Regions from separate parts of the Mus musculus genome. Here region 1 is linked to region 2. Evidence: chromatin contacts called from public promoter capture Hi-C data. All regions are on one chromosome and are shown on one strand. The core of a region is the stretch at or near the end of the contact, and the rest is flanking DNA. Distances in the headings are between cores, read along the strand shown.

Region 1 (5,398 bases), core at 2,141-4,640, 220 kb before region 2:
CAGGCCTTTAACACAGGCTTCAAGCGATAGTGCCACTAAGTATCTTCTCACACAGTGATTGGCCTGGGTCTCCTGAGTGGAATACCAGCCTGCACCCTTAGATCAGGCTCTGCTTCCTGTGGGCCCTGGAAAGCCCTTCTGAAGAGCTTCGTGCCATCCCAGTAGAGAACAGATTGCAGGTTCCTGATGCTGGTAGCTTCTCACAGCCCACTTGTGCTTGCTGGGATGTTCTGGGCTTCCTGTTACTACTTGCTGTTGATCTCATCGGAGCTTTGTGAATCCGAGAATCTGTCTGGAGATTGTCAGGTCTCCACCGTAAACCCATAGCACTGGGGAAAACCTGCCCCTGAAGAACCTGGGTGTTTGGTTCTTTTTGTCTCTTTTAATAATTATTTATTTTTAATTTCTAGATAGAATCTCACTCTATGCCAGACTGGCCTTGGCCTCATAGAGATCCACCCACTTCTGCCTCCAGTGTGCTGGGGTGGAAAGCATTGCCTCCACACCCTAGCTGATGGTATCTTCGTTTACTAGGTTAATTATAGAATCATCCACTAAATAAAATTGCACCTCACGTAAGATTCTTCTATGGGAATGTTAGGAAGAAGCTAGGCCTGGGGAGGTGAGCCGTTCTGTCTAGTCTCCCCTCTGCCCTGCCAGCCCCATGCTGAGAGGCATCACTTATGTTCTGGAACAGAGCGCCCCCTGACAGCCCACAGTGTGGTGCAGTTGCTCGGCAGGATCAGGGTGGGAGCTGCCTGCCTGGGACAAGCCTGGCTTCCAGTAGGTTGTCACTGGTGGGCATGGCATCACTGGGACAGCTGAGATGACCTGAAGGAAGGGGAAGGGCACAGAAAGCACGCTGCTCCTTGGTTATTGAGTTTGAGCACTGCGCTGAGCCATGGCTCCATCGTGCTAACTGTGTGACCATCCCCGCACGGAGCGGCCTAAGCTTTCCTTTTATCATCTATGGAATGAAGGCTTAGCTGAGTCACCTGCATGTTCTAGACAGCCATTTAACTCCGTGGAAGGCTTGTCTCTGGCAGGAGCAGTACCCTCCCAGCCAGCCCTGATATTTAAGAGGTCATCTCTGAGTACCTCAAGTCACAAGGGCCCTGACTTCTGCTGGTGGGCCCTCCCCTCACATCAGCTCTGGGACTCCTCTGCCTGCTCTCTCACCCCTCCCCTGCTTCCCAGAGTTCATTTAGCTGGGACTGTTCCCCAACTGTCCCAGGTGCTCTAGGGTAACATCAGCCTGTCTGCCTTTCCTCAGGGCTCGTGTTCCCCAAGTGGCCTCTTTTGTCTCCTCCCTCCCCCAACCCCATTTCTGAGCTGGACTGGTCCCAGGTAACAAGCTTGGCTTAATTTCCCAGTTCCATATAAAGGCTGACAAAACTGAGCTCTGGCTACACACCAGTCGCACCTGCGCCTCCTGCCCCTCCTGCAAGCGGTAAAGCTTCCAGCATCCCTCGTCATTGCCCTAAGTTCTCCTTAGTGAGAACGTCAGCTTTAGTTGAGATCCACTAGTTCCACTGATAATATGTCACCTCTCAGTTTGGAGAGTATTAGTGTCATGTCACTATAAAGATGTCCTGGAGCTTAGAAAGAAGGTTTGGAGGCTCACGTCTAATGTCTGTCAGCTCACTGGTTTGGTCTCCCATGTTAATGGTAGGGACATGTGATGGGGTAAGTGGTCATGAGAGAGCAAGATGGGGGGGGGGTGTTGAGCCCCACAGCATCCTTTCAGGGCACGCCCTCTCTGAGTACCCCTTGCACTTCACCCCTTAAAGGCCACAGTGCTCTCCACTGCCACCATCTGAGGACCAAGCCTTTACATTTGGGTCTTTGGGAGACTCACCAAGGTGTACACTGCTCTGTAACTGCACACGCTGCCTTCGCCTTCTGTGTATACCTGTCAGTTGAGCGTCACCCTGGCTTCCTTCTGTGTACACCTGTCAGTTGAGTGTCACCTTGGCTGCCTTCTGTGTACACCTGTCAGTTGAGCGTCACCCTGGCTTCCTTCTGTGTACACCTGTCAGTTGAGTGTCACCTTGGCTGCCTTCTGTGTACACCTGTCAGTTGAGCGGCACCTTGGCTGCCTTCTGTGTACACCTGTCAGTTGAGCGGCACCTTGGCTGCCTTCTGTGTACACCTGTCAGTTGAGTGTCACCTTGGCTGCCTTCTGTGTACACCTGTCAGTTGAGCGTCACCTTGACTGCCTTCTGTGTACACCTGTCAGTTGAGCGGCACCTTGGCTGCCTTCTGTGTACACCTGTCAGTTGAGCGTCACCTTGACTGCAGTGTTAAAGCTGCTCATACATCTCAGTGGCTCCTCCCCAGGAGCAGGAGCGCAGCTTCAGGTCCCTTTGTAATCTAGGCATGTGCTTTGTGGAGAAAACAGTCACTGGGCCTCCTACCTCCCTGCCAGGTGAGAGGTCAGCATTAACTGACACCAGGGCCTGACATTATCCTGAGAGAATTAGAGCAAGAGCTTAACAAGATGCAGGAACAGTTATCGCCAGCAGGGGTCTCCCTCTACTTTTAAGTGACTAATTTTCCTGCCAGGGATTTAAGTCTGTGAGAAATCCCCAATGCCAGGAACTGCTTGCTTCTCAAGGGACAGAGTCCTCACTGCTGTTCTCTAGAGACCATTTTGTTCAAGTGACAGTGCAGGCATTTGCGCTACATGGGACAGCACCCATCACACACACACACACACACACACACACACACACACACGCATGCATTCACGCACTCACTGAGGGGGAGGTGGATTAAAACTAACTGAATATAAATATAAAAGAAAGGCTATGATCTGAGTGTTGTATAGTCATTATCATCGGAACCGTTACTGTTGGCATAAAGGAGAGGGCTATGGAGCGGCTATACCTACGGACAGAGCTCCTGCCCTAACTGAGCCAAAGCTATGAGGAAGCCAATTGTTATGAAGAAGACCATAACAGAGAGAAGCCCCACGGCAGATAATTCTGAAAAATCCCCGAGAGCAATGTGAACAACACAGCACTGGGAAGTCTAGCTGTGACCTGCGTGGCTTCAGGAGAGATGTTGAAAGCAATCTCTTCAGTTAGTGGATGGGAGCTGGCTCTCACTTGAACTTTATTGTACCCTGTGCTAATTAACTAGTTAATTGATTTATTGAAGCCCTAATTGTTTTTTTTGGGGGGGGTTATGGGCCATAGTAAGGCTTTGTGCCTAGTTACAAGGGCAAAAGTCATCTTGGGGTGCAGTTTACCCACAGAGCTGGTTGGGAAGATGGTGTTCAAGTTCTAGAATACACTAAGCTCAAACAGACTCAGGAGCAGTTGCCAGGCAGGTTGGCTGGGAGGCAGCCTTCCCAGTAGGTCTTAAAGATGAGCTTTGTTATGTTAAAGGCAGGAGGAAGTTTGCAGCTAAGTGTCTCTCTACAGTCAAATGGCACTTTCATATCCCAGCCTCCCTGGAGTCACCAGAGAAAGCATGCAGTCTCCTGTCTCCGAAGGCTGGGGAGACGCTGGACTGGCTGCTTAGAAATGTTTATGTGAAGGGGGAAAGGTGTAAGTGGACCCCTGATTTATCTGTCGAGCAGAGTTCCCAATACTGTTTTATTGCTCAGTGGCTCCACAAGCGGTGACCTCTAACCCTAGCAACACTAGGAGGTGGAAGTCAGGAGCCTGCCTCGCCTTTGAACTCGCCTTTGTACTCAGCTGACCAGAGGCCTTCGAGGCGGCAGGGCTTGACCATCTTGTCTTCTCTCAGGTCGCCAGCACTCAGGAAAACCGAAGCAGCGAGTCTCTGCTCTGTTGCATCTCACTGTAGTTTGTGGTTGCCTAGGAGATATGCCACATCTGTATGCAGCAGGGGAGCCTTGGGGATGGTGGCATCTGAGTAGGGGATGGACAGGCCACTGCTTAGCAAGTAAGCCCAAGGGTGCAGCACCCAGACAGAGCTGTGCCCGTCTGTGCCTGTGCCCACATGCTTCATGTGTGGGCGAGCAACTCGAGGGTGCTCTAGTTTGCCTCATTTATACAGAATCTCCATGCATTGAATTCCAGGATTTGGTTTCCATAGCCACTGCTGTTTTGATGCCCCAACCTTGAAGGGAGGGCAGTGTCACACCAATTATTTGAGTCTGAGATGGGTCAGAACTCTCAGCAGAGCAGCCAGAGCCAGAAGTGTTGTAGGCTTCCTTCCCTGCAGGGGTCTGCACAGATGGTGCAGTTCTTCAGGACACAGTGCCTTTGTTTTGTTTTTCATGGCCTGCATTCCCGGTCTCAGTATCAACGAATATACCATCTCTCCAAAGCTGTTATTAGTGGGAACCTCAATCCTTAAATTAAAGTTTAATCTGGTAAACATATATAATTAAAAAATATATTGGTTCATTTTTGTCTTAACAGTGTTTTCTGTTTGGTCTATATTTCTTTTTTGTTCGTTTGTTTAGATTTACTTATTTTTATTTTGTGCATGGGAGTGTTTGCTCGCATATTTTGTCAGTGTGCCACCCCAGTGCCTGGCCCATGGAGATTAGAGGAGGATGCCAGGTCCCCGAGAAACGGAGCTACAGACAGTTGTGAGCCACCTTGTGGGTGCAGGGAATTAACTGCTGGGCCTGGGCCGTTGTTCCAGCCCCTTAGGCTTTCAGGTTTGAAAGTGTTCTGCAAGTCCCTCATGTGTCTAGCTCCTCAGCCACCCAGCTCTGTGTTATCCAGGGATCCCTTGTGCTGCTGGCCTGTCTTGTCCCTAAGGTTGTCTGGCAGTCTGCCCATTATCCCTACCCAGCATACCCCAGTTTACAAAGCAGATTCTTTCTACAGGAGGGAGATCGACTGTTGGAAGAGTCAGCTTTTACGTGCACTAATCTTCCAAAGACTACACAGCCAAGGCAGGCAGGGCATACACTGTTCTGCCACAAATGCGCTCAGACCCCAGGGCCATTTGGCCTGGGCTGTGGATGAAGTCAGGTCGCATTCCCAGCCACTCAGGCTGACTTCCCATCACCTCACCTAGCCTCCTCTCCAAAGAGGTTGCTTGAGATATTTCAAGCTGGACAGTCCTGGAAATACATTAGGAAGAAAGGGTGTCATTGCAAATTTCTGGGGTCAGTGCTGTAATTCATGTAATTCTCACCCCTCTCCCCAGCTGTGAAATGGAGAATTTATTTTTTACACAAGCGAGAGCCTGAGATGGCACAGAGGCAAAGGAGCTTGTGTGCAAACCTGACAACCTTAGTGCAATCCCTAGAATCCATGAGGAGGAGGAAGGCACCAATTCCTGCATGTTGTCCTCTGACCTCCAAATGGTATCAGTGTTATACACATGTACACACACACACATACACTCAGTAAACACATGAATTATAACCTTGGAACTTCACATATACTCAACATGCACATGCATA
Region 2 (5,944 bases), core at 2,004-4,503:
TGAGACTGGGCTGGGTGGAGAGCTGGCGTGGAGACAGCAGAGGTGATCTGGAAGGCCTGCTCTCTATTTCCATTTGAGAAACAGCCGGGGAGAGGGGGGGCTGCAGGTGGCCCAGGATTCCCTCCTTGCCAGCGAGGGCTTCTGAGAATGGAATAGAGCCATCTCTTGGGCAGCCAAAAGATGGGTGGGCTTGGCCACTGGCTTCTCGTACGTGGGGGTAGGGGGCTGCTGGGGTTCTGGGAGAACATGAGTTCCATCAGGGCTGCTTGCTGACCTTTTATTTAAAAAAAATTGTATTGTTTGTTTTCTCTGATTGTAAATCAAATACATGTGCATTGGAGAAAAGCTGGAAGAGCTAAAGAAAACAATAAGATCATTAAGCCTCCTCCCATCCCCCAGAGTCCCCTGAGTCCAGGCCACCGTTGTTTTCTGCCCATCTCTCTTGTTCCCATGTTCTTGTAGAAGTGGTTAAGAATGTGGGCTTTGGGTGACAAGTTGACTCGTTTGCCACCAAGCCTGAGAACCCGAGTTCAAGCATACAAAGAATATGACTCTGCAGCTTTGTGGCCGTGAGTTCAAATCCTGCCTTGGATCATAGTGCTGTGATGAGCCCTAGGAACATGAGAAAGTTCCACTTCTGTCCAGCCTGAAGGGTGACGGAGACGGAGTGTGTAAGAGCAAGTGGCAGCTTCCAGAAGTAAGATAACCAGACGAACAGGAGTCCACAGCATGTTCAGCTTGTAATATCGGCCTTTTTGGCTGTACGGAATTGGGAGAGGTGGGGCTGGAGGGGCAGCCAGGTCAGAAAGCACAGGCATGGATAACTTCCTTGAAGGGTTCTTAAAGCAACTCACTTGCAAGCTGAGTCTGAATTATGGGTGCATGAGATTTTACGTGTCCACCCTCTCTGCGTAGCTCACCCTTCACATAACATTGGAGTCTCTGTTAAGAGCTTGTGAGCATCACGGGAGGATGATCCACCACACAGGCGAATACAGAATAACCCAGCCATTCCTCCACTGTTGGAAGTTGGAGCTATTTGCCCCTTTAATAATCAGAGTGAGTGGCTGTTTTTGGGTTGGTGGTGGGTATCCATAAGGACATGCTCCCCCCACCCAGGGTCATCTCACCCTAGCCCAGGGTTCTCAGGCTGGAGGAACCAGGGTGTGGAGCTACCTCCCCACCCCCACAGGCCTGGCTCAACGGGGCTCTGATGTCACGGAAAGTTGGCTGGCAGCTGCTGGCTCTCACCGGAGCAAGCCGTGCCCGTCTGGCACCCGCCCCTTGACCACAGCTGGGAGGCCAAACCCCATGCTGGGACATCAAGGCTGGGTCTGGGCCTTCTGGGGCCTCGTTGCTTCATCTTCTGCCTGTTCACTTCAGCCCTTTGTTCTAGCCTCATGGCTCCCAGCCCCTCCCCCAGCCCCAGCCCCCTTGGGATGCAGGAGCTGGGGAGAGGTCTCTGGGCTGTTCCTAATTATTACTGTTACCAGGAAGGTCAGGGACAGACAGCAGCTCCCACTGCCCCAAAGCTCACAAGTAGAAAGCACATGGGGGTAAGCATGAGGGAGAGGGGAAGGAGGCCCGAGGAAAAGAATCGTTGAGGATATGGGCCCTGAATTATTCCTTGTTCATTTGTTTGTTTGTTTGTTTGTTTTTGAGATTGCTTAATCACAACCTTTCTGCTTTCCCTCTCTTTCTCTGAAGCCCTCCCGTATACGGCTCCCCAGTCTCCTTCTGTCATCAATTGTTATTACATACATATATTTATGTGTGTGTATGAACACACACACACACACACACATGCATATCCCAAATATAACCTGTTCAGTCCTTTTACATTATTTGTCTGTATTTTCTCAGGGGTACTGGTACAGGGTTTGGTACTGGACAGCCAGTTGCTGTGTTTCCCTGGGGAGGGCCATCTCTCCTGATCCTGGCTTTGCTCAGTTGCCTGTAGTTCTTTCTTTGTGTGAGGTTGAGGTCTTGTGGGATCTTCTCCTGTGCAGACTGCTATGCCCATGGGCGTCTTCCTTGTTCAGCTCACATGTGGGCAGTCATAGTGTTGAGACTTGATGGGTGGAGATTCTGATGTTACCAGGAGACACAATCTCACAGCAAACTCTCTGATCCTCCCCCCCTCTTCCACAATGGTCCCTGAATCTTAGGTATAGGGGAATCTTGTAGATGTATCTGTTGGGATACACCATTGGTTGTATTTTTGGTAGTGGTCCTTATCTATTGGTTACACATACCTATGGGTATAAGGACAAAGGTTTATGAATGATCGCTAGGAGATATTCTGGTTTAATAAATTAGTGGTTGCAGATTCTCCTCCAATCACCAGGACTTCACTAGCATGGAGTAGTTAGCTATGTTTCCAGTACTGGTCATGATATCCCTCTTGTTGAACAAGCAGGTCTTAAGTCCAAGGAGAGAGCATCTGGTTACCACCCAGATATGTGTGCCACTACTGTACCCTAGGGTTACCATGCCCTGCTGCGCACTGATGCGCTTCATAGGTTTCAAAGCTGTGTGGGGCTGCTGGTCGCCTCCCTCCTTTGAAAGCTTGCATGATGCTTTCTGATCTCATGAAAGCTAACTCTCAGGACGAGGGCATTCAGGTCATTTCCAATTCAGGGGACTCTGGGACCTATTTATAAGATGTATAGTGTCCTCAGCAATAGAGACTGTGGTAGACTGAAGAAGAATGGCCCTCATAGGCTCATATATTTGAATGCTTGGTCATCAGGGAGTGGCACTATTTGAGAGGAATTAGGAAGTGTGGCCTTATGGGAGTATGTATGACCTTGTTGGAGGAAGTGTGTCACTGGGGTTGGGGGTGGGATTTAAGGTGTCAAAAGTTCAAGCTAGTCCCATTGTCTGCCTCTTCCTGCTGCCTTCATATTCAGATATAGAACTCTCAGGTATTTCTTCCAGACTGTGTCAGCCTGCATGCCACAACACTCCCCATCATGATAATGAACTAAACCTCTGAAACTGTAAATAATAACACAGTTTAATGTTTCTTTTAATAAAAGTTGCCGAGGTCATGATGTCTCTTCACAGTAATAGACTAAGACAGGAACTTACCTTCTGCCTCTGGAGGGTAACTAAGGGCAACGTAAGTAGGCTGTATGATTTGTGAATCTCTTAAACAGCCCACTGGTCCCTGAGTTATCGTGTGGATATGGGAAGTTCCCTCACCAGATGGAATGCAGGGCTCCCGCTTCATGCTCTTCCTCTGGCTCCTTACAAGGTAAGAGCTTCATACTTTGTGTAAATGAGTGGACAAAGGGTCTTCTGTAGTCAGGCTCAGCCGTCCACAGTCAGAGTTCACAGCAAATTCTGAGGTCTCCCAGCTGTCCATGCTGCGTGCCTCTGGAGCCCATCACCTCAGAAGGCTCTCACAAACAGCCCCTGCAACTAACCCCTACTTGCACACTGAGAGGTTTGCATGTGATGTGATGTGAGTCCGAGCCCCTGAGGCTTTGTGGACCCTGACTGTCTAATCCCCTGATTCTGCGGAGAGTTCCAGCGATTTGCATGAAACCCAGCCACTGGAAACTAAATTCTCTCCTCTCCCCGCCCCTAGCTTCCCTCTCTTTCTCCTCACTCTTCTCCTTCCTCTTCCTCCCATCTCCCCTTTTCCTCCTCTCCTCCTCCCCCGCTCCCCACAAACTAATACTCAGAGACGTGTGCAGCTGCACTCCTGGCTCTGTGATCTTGTCCAACAACCCAACTCTCTGGACTACCAGTGTCTCACCCATAAACAGGGATAAACATGCCTTGTACAAAACAAAAGTGATTTCCCAGCTCCCACCCAACTACACAAGCCAACTACTTGCCAGCTCTGCCTGCCACTGTCCTCCCACAGAGGGGACACTTGAGCTCAGACGAGAGGTGCTTACTCAAGATCTGAACTTGGAGGAGGAGAGTGAGAAGAGTCCTCTCCAAGCTTAAATGTGAGTCCTCCATAGCATCATGCCTGCCCTCCAGTGCTCAGCACCTCTGATGTTAGAGAAGCTCCCAACTGGTTCCAGGAATTGCGGGAAGGCTGGGTGGTGTTAGACCCTACCTTCAGAGCATGAGGATTAGGACTTGTGGCTGAATTCTATCCCTATATGACACTTCTCGTGACCTAGAGGAGTCATTTAACCCATATCCCAAGCCACTGCCAACACCAGCAGCAGAGAAGCATAATTTGACAGCCTCCTGACTTGCAGGCAGGCAGGTATGGGTAGCGGGATCACGGCTAAAGGTTTGTTGTAGCCACAGACAGGTATTAAGTGACCTTGTATGTGACCTGCAGCCTGGAGGAGTTCAGGAGATGCACTCTATGGTAACAAGGATGCTAAAAGTGGTATCAATGCCTACACTGGAGCTTCCAGGCCTCTGAGCATCTTAACTCCTGCTTCTCAGATGTGATTTCTACTCTGGAGAGATGGCTCAGTTGATAAAGTGCTTGCTGCACAAAGGCTGGGACCTAAATGCACTCTCCAATAATCACATAAAGAGCTGTGTGTGGCACTGTGCACTTACAGTCCCAGCAGTGTGCAGCATACAAGCTTAGACAAGTGGACGCCCGGGAATCACTAGCCATGTAGTTTAGCCTACTCAGTGAACCTTGCACCCCATTGAGAGCCTCCATCTCAAAAGTGAAGATGAGGAATAATCCCCAAGGTGGACCCCTGGTCTCCATACCCTTGCATGCCTGTGTACACACACACACAAGCATTACCTCAACACACATACACACACACACACACATACACACACACGAGTTCTCAGGGGCTGAAGAAAGAGCTCAGCAGTTGAGAGTACTGACTGCTCTTCCTAGGGATGTGGGATCAATTTTCTGCACCCACATGGTAGCTTACAACCATTTATACCCTTAGCTCCAGGGGATCCAACGCCCTCCTCTGATATCTGAGGGGTTCAGGTATGAATGTGGTACACAGATATACACTCAGGTGGGACATCCATACACATAAAGTAAAATGAAATAAAATAAAATAATATAATAAGGATTTCGAGTTCAGCTGCCAGCTTCCATGGGCAGGAAAGTGTGTGGTTTCCCCTTCGCACCCTGCACAGGGCCCAAATACATAGGCCCTCAGCAAATGCATCTTGAATTCATGAACAGGACAGACAGCAGCAGCAACCCAGACCCTATTAGCCCAAGAGCTTCGTGGCAGCCCCAGATGCCAGTGGTACCCATAAGCATCCGTGCAGACAGGATCGCCCCTCCAACTCCTTTGACATGCCTGTTGGCCCTTGGCATGTGGAGGCATCGTCTGGGCCACTTTCCCATGTGCAAGGCCCCACAGAGGCCACCAGGGACTTCAGCATTGTCCTGCCCAGAAAGCTTCCACTTGGGTCATTAATAACAGTGCATTTTATTAAAGGAAAGCGGGCTTCAAAGAGCTGTGGGTTTATGGGAAACAACTTGGACGGGAGTCATTATTTTTGCCGCTCCATCTCGCCCCTTATGCTGTCTCCTCTGTCTTCCACAGAACTCACGTTTGATCTCCTGCCTGGGCTGCTTTCTTCTGTTGGCTCAGGGTCCATGGGGAGCGAACTATTGTGACCACGGTGGGAAGGATGGGGAAACCCTTTGAAATGGCCTCTGGTCTGAGAGCCGCTATGGTAAGGCGGGGTAGGGGAACTCTGAGAGGTGTCTTCAGGAATGAGGACTCAATGGCGTGTTCTTACCAGGCCAGATGATGGAGACTTGTTTGCAAAAGGCTTGTCAACGGGCAGTGTTAGTACCATTGTCTGTGATACCAGCGACAGCAGCAGCATGCTGAGTCCAGTACCCACTGCGTGGTGTCTACTGTGGACAACCATCTGTGCTTGGTGGATCAGGCTTCCGTCTACCACCTCCCAGCTGATAGCCCCATTTTACAGATAAAATAGAGAGACCTAAAACAATCCCACATCT

Evidence for each region. Promoter capture Hi-C pulls out the DNA fragments that hold promoters and counts their contacts.
Region 1: a contact with region 2 is called in a promoter capture Hi-C map of the 3T3-L1 cell line, with 3 times the contacts expected there. The contact joins two enhancer-like sites. A contact is called at or near these places in 8 of 39 promoter capture datasets (the 3T3-L1 cell line, the C10 cell line, cranial neural crest and 4 more), 1 of 484 Hi-C or Micro-C datasets (the G1E-ER4 cell line) and 1 of 115 datasets of contacts at active chromatin or transcription factors (astrocytes).

What each region holds. Positions count from the first base shown.
Region 1 is chr2:93,783,568-93,788,965 of GRCm38.p6, reverse strand. All of the region lies in intron 7 of Ext2 (exostosin glycosyltransferase 2), which reads left to right. Among named protein-coding and RNA genes, the nearest start is that of Ext2, 36 kb to the left of the region's middle. Within about 2 kb of position 3,390, at least 39 of the 459 cell types and tissues checked have an H3K27ac peak or open chromatin away from gene starts, as enhancers often do.
Region 2 is chr2:93,563,235-93,569,178 of GRCm38.p6, reverse strand. No RefSeq gene overlaps it. Among named protein-coding and RNA genes, the nearest start is that of Gm33061, 14 kb to the left of the region's middle. Within about 2 kb of position 3,253, at least 7 of the 459 cell types and tissues checked have an H3K27ac peak or open chromatin away from gene starts, as enhancers often do.